Regions from separate parts of the Salvelinus alpinus genome. Here region 1 is linked to region 2. The links are chromatin contacts, called in public Hi-C maps. All regions are on one chromosome and are shown on one strand. Each heading gives the region's core, a stretch centred on a gene start, on an enhancer-like site or on the middle of the called end of the contact. The rest is flanking DNA. Distances are from core to core; before and after follow the strand shown. Region 1 holds the start of fam20b (FAM20B glycosaminoglycan xylosylkinase). Region 2 holds the start of LOC139578505 (ras-specific guanine nucleotide-releasing factor RalGPS2-like).

Region 1 (2,700 bases), core at 14-2,513, 150 kb after region 2:
TGCCACTTTCAAGGAGCGGGACTCTAACCCGGAAGCTTATAAGAAATCCCGCTATGCCCTCCAACGAACCATCAAACAGGCAAAGCGTCAATACAGGACTAAGATCGAATCGTACTACGCCGGCTCTGACGCTCATTTAGGCAGGGCTTGCAAACCATTACAGACTACAAAGGGAAGCACAGCCGAGAGCTGCCCAGTGACACGAGCCTACCAGACGAGCTAAACTGCTTCGAGGCAAATAACACTGAAACATGCATGAGAGCACCAGCTGTTCCGGAAGACTGATCACGCACTCCGCAGCCGATGTGCGTAAGACCTTTTAAACAGGTCAACATTCACAAGGCCACAGGGCCAGACGGATTACAGGCAAGTGTCTCTGACATTTTCAACCTCTCCCTGTCCGAGATTATTGTGGACTACAGGAAAAAGAGGACCGAGCACACCCCCATTCTCATCGATGGGGCTGCAGTGGAGCAGGTTGAGAGCTTCAAGTTCCTTGGTGTCCACATCACCAACAAACTAACATGGTCCAAGCACACCAAGACAGTCGAAGAGGGCACAACAAACCCTAGTCCCCCTCAGGAAACTGAAAAGATTTGGCATGGGTCCTCAGATCCTCAAAAGGTTCTACAGCTGCACCATCGAGAGCATCCTGTCTGGTTGCATCACTGCCTGGTATGGCAACTGCTCGGCCTCCGACCGCAAGGCACTACAGAGGGTCGTGCGAACAGCCCAGTACATCACTGGGGCCAAGCTTCCTGCCATCCAGGACCTCTATACCAGTGTCAGGGGAATGACCTAAAAATTGTCAGACTCCAGCCACCCTAGTCATAGACTGTTCTCTCTGCTACCACACGGCAAGCGGTGCCGGAGCGCCAAGTCTCGTAAGTATGCATTTCACTGTAAGGTCTTGTTGTATTCGGCGAATGTGACTAATAAGATTTGATATCTTTATGCTATAATGGTTCACATCTACAGTAATGCATGATTTACACGCACACCACCATGCACACACACAGACCTCTCTTCAACCCAGTGTGCAGGATATATTGAACTGGAACCATTTTTACTGGGAGACTCTCCCTAGAGAAGTATGCCTATGTCTAGGTCCATATCGAAATGAAGGTAATGCAGTGACGTGCATTACTTATGTGATAAATGCATAGCGATGACTGCTTAATTATAATACAACAGCGCTGCCTGGTGTCTAAATCGAAACCTGACATTAATAAACCCCATTATGTTGAATACATTGTCTACAATTAAATAGGTCCTGGTCTCTTTAAGATTTAGGTGGCGGTGTGCTTGAGGAAATGTTTCGGAAGTGTAAACGCTAAGGTAGGAGGAATCGAAGGAAAGGAGAGCAAAGGGATGGAGAAATTATCCCTTTTTGACAGCCTATTGGTGAATACACAGTTCCACACAAAATACCAAGCACACCCTGACTGGTGCATTGTCGTCGTTTGACATCCAGTAACGTTAGCGGTAATCGTGAAAGGTAAGCCATTTATTAGACTTACCAACTAGCTAAAGGCACATCTTTACAATTAACGTTGGCAAGCTAGCTAGCCTATATTCATACATTTTTGATAACGACTAATGTTAGTTTACTCGCTAGGTACTGTAGGTACAGTACTAGCTAGCTCGTCAGCAATCTACGCAAGCTTTGATGTGGAAAATATCGATGCAGTTCGTTAGCTAGGTACAGTAGCTACGTTAGTACTGTAAGTTGCTGCATTGCTGGAGCTTGCTAACGTTAGTTAGATGCTCTCGAGAACCCAAGCCAAGGTATGAAAGGTAGTTAACGTCTAGTATGGGCTACGTTGCTAGCTACAGAGTATATGTCTACCTAGCTGTGGGCCAGTTTCTAAACCATACTGTAACGTTATTGTCTTTGTGTGGGCCTTTGCTATTTCCAACCAACCAACCAACCAGCTAGCTAGAAGGCTAGCAATGTTGTTGGTCCCATGAAAGACCGATTGTGTGGAAGGCAGCTCGAGTCATTCCTGCCTGCGTGGCCACCGCTAGACAGATGTTTAACTTAGCCAGTTAACGTTAATTCACGGGTTGTCCTCAGTTACTGGTATGCCTTTTTCATTCATTTTCAACAAGACAGTTTCATGTGAACCAGAATCTGGCACAGGAGGCGTTGATATGGCGAATCATATCAATGTCTTCTGATCTGTAAAACCAGATTCTGGTTCAGTTTCATGTGTATGTATGTGGGTCATTTTTGGGCTCGGGTAATATTTCAGTCCCTCTGACTTTATTTCAAGTATTGGGTCACCAAAATGAAATGTTAAAAGATGTTGTATATAAATGGAAATGTCCAGCATAATGAATGGAAATAAATATAGCATTAATTTAAACTTTTATAAAAAATATTTATTTTTACTTGGGAAATGAATATTAAAATGTGCACATAATTAATTACTTTTGCCATTAATGCAAACTTGTTTTTGTTGCGAAAGTATAATTGAATAAAATCACACAATTTTCCCTCAGTCTACACTCAACCCCATCACACCAACTAAACCAACCAAAGTCCACCCTTATGCGCCGTCATTAACAGGAAGTGACATCATTCCACTTTTTTTTTTTTTTTTTACCTTGATTTAACCAGGTAGGTCAGTTGAGAACAAGTTCTCATTTACAACTGCTACCTGGTCAAGATAAAGCAAAGTGACAAAAAACAGAGTT
Region 2 (2,700 bases), core at 121-2,620:
AGGTTCTGCCACAAGATGGAGTCAAAGTCAAGGAAAACTAGCGTGATATGACAAATCCACTGTCCATGAGTACATCAGGGCAGGTCAGAGTTTTATTTTGTCGTCTAATTTGCTCATCCCATTTGATGTCATGTGATGTGTTAAAAATAGAATAATCTGGTGGGATATATTCACGTTATTGAGTAAAGCGCTTCAGATCAGACAGATAATGTGACGTTTCGGTCAGAATTGCTGAAACATTTATTTTGTTTTTTGTACACATATTATTATTAAAGTCCCAGCCTTCCATGGTCCAAATTGACAATATGAAAACATTGATGCAAACATATTCTATTGTTTTGCTACTTCCAAATCCAGCAGAGAAGCACACTGGTCACATCCACAGAGAAGCACACTGGTCACATCCGAGATAAAAACTTGGCTGTAATGCAAAATATTTGGGGGCGTAGCGAGAAACCTAAAATACAGACCTCTATCCTCTCTCTTACCATTACCGGTGGCAATTTCACTGGCATACCATTCACTCTCGTTGACTAAACAATGCCCAGCTCTGTCTCGCGCCCCCGGTAGGTGCCAGTCAAGACTCCACGCGACACACACGCAGCATTCTCTGGTGTACTGGCACACGGTGGTAGGAATCACCCTTATCTGTAGCCACAGATCTAGGATCAGTTTACACTCCCTAGTAACATTGGGGGAGACATAAAAAATATTTTAGCCTGGTCTCATAAACTAAACGTAACATAGTAAAATAAATCCTGGACACTAGTATTAGTATATGTTGGGTTTGATATGGTTACATAAAACAGATGGGTATTTAACGCAAAAACGAAAGTAGGATGGTTGGTTGGGGTGAATGGGTAGGAATGAATGTCTAGCAACTCAAAGGTTGGGAGTTTGAATTTCATCAGGGACAACTTTAGCATTTTAGCTAATAAGCAAACGTTACAACTACTTACTACATTTAGCTACTTTGCAACTACTTAACACGCTTTCAAAACTTTACTCCTTTAACCTAACTCCTAAACGCGAACCCGTAGCCTAGCTAACGTTAGCCAGCTAGCTACGGTTAGCCGCCTATCTGCCTAGCTAGAATTCGTAACATATCATACGTTTCTCAAATTTGTAATATATAGTTAATTTTGCAAAATCTTAACATATTCTGTATTTTGCAAATTCGTAACATATGTCACAAATTACAATTCGTATTACATCATGCGAAATTGGTGCCTGACATCCACAAATTAAAACATACCATTGGACATGTCATTTATTATCCTAAAAACAAGGATTTCGGTTTCCGTACACAATAATACGAACTGCTCTGAGACCAGGTTGCAGCGGGCAACAGCGAAGGCGAGCGAACTTTCTAAATTCCGCCCCTTTTCCCGTGTCCATTCAACCCTCATTCAAAACAGAACACAGCTGTTGCAGAGCACACCGCTTTTGGCTTTGTAGGAGCCTCTGAAATTTGCCGGGGTCGAGTTTCCCTACCCGAAAAGAGGAATTTGGCACCCATTTCTGTGTGGTGAGTGTCTGGTTTATGTCTGTTTTCGTAAACTAGGGTATGTGGCAGCATCCCTGATGCTAAATCCATTTGCGCGGAAGGTTAGCTAACGTTATCCACTGGAGTAAGCCACACTAACGACGTTAAGCTTTCTCTCTCTGCAGTAACGTTAAGTACGTTAGTTAACGTTGACTACCTTGCGTTACACCACTGCCAGTTCTAGCTCTCAGAATGTCTTAAGATGTTTGCACTTGTCGAGTTAGCTAACGATAGCTGTAGGTAGTCAACGTTTGTTTGACAAGTTTAGTTAGCAAACTAACTAACAACTGTCCTCTTTAATGTCGTTGCTATTTGTGTTTTTTTGCCAACTGAGATGGCTAGCTGGCTAACGGTTATTTGCGCGTGTTGTCCCCAGCCTGCTGTTAGCGCTAAGCTGATGGCTACTGAAACGCCTTGGCTCGGGTTGTCTTGGACTCAGAACCCCCCTCACTGTCCCGCCCAGATCCGGGGAGTGTTTTTTTCTCTCTCACTAAAATGGCTTGGATATAAACAAACTGCCGGTTGACTAGTTGTCTTTCAATATAGAAGTTATTACTATATGCAGTTAGTCTGAAAAAGCAGAGCACTTTTAGGGAGGTGCAACGGCCTGTAGTTTATACACAGGCAAGAAACATCACGTTAGCCAGCCAGCCGTTGCAATACGAATTAATTAATCTTTCATGACAGGTTGGCATCAACATCGCGATGCCTGCCTACTGTAGCTAGGATATGTCAGCATCAATGTGTTTTGCTACATTAGCTAGGTAACGTTAGGCCCTGTAATGTACCAGTTAAAAGCAATACCGTGGGTCGATATAATTGATTTCAAAGGGTGAAAGTGTAGAGTAATGAATTTATTATTTGTAATGCACGTCTCATGTCCCACATTATTTCCTAGATGAGCCACGTTTAACAGATTGCTGATGCATCTTTCATTGCTGCCTTGATATTGCTAGACAATAGCCACTTGCTGGGCAAAGCCAGGGACTCTACAGCAACATATATCAGTCATGCCACATGCCATGCAGGCAGATTTCCGTTAACCCAGTAATATCTGTTAAGCAGTGTACGCTTGTGTTCCATAACTGAGATGCAGGTCTGGACATTAACGTTTTTTGCCAGTAGGACATTTTTTATTTTTTTTACTTGTCGGA

What was found. Hi-C and Micro-C count contacts between places; a contact is called where the count stands out from the background.
Region 1: a Hi-C map of muscle shows a contact between it and region 2, with 5 times the contacts expected there. The contact joins the promoter of fam20b here to the promoter of LOC139578505 in region 2. A contact is called at or near these places in 2 of 3 Hi-C or Micro-C datasets (muscle and red muscle).

The regions. Positions count from the first base shown.
Region 1 is chr6:29,508,193-29,510,892 of SLU_Salpinus.1, forward strand. fam20b (FAM20B glycosaminoglycan xylosylkinase) reads left to right here and starts at 1,264. Exons shown (of 10, transcript XM_071406187.1): 1 at 1,264-1,498.
Region 2 is chr6:29,353,256-29,355,955 of SLU_Salpinus.1, forward strand. It overlaps LOC139578505 (ras-specific guanine nucleotide-releasing factor RalGPS2-like), which reads left to right and starts at 1,371. Exons shown (of 19, transcript XM_071406199.1): 1 at 1,371-1,528.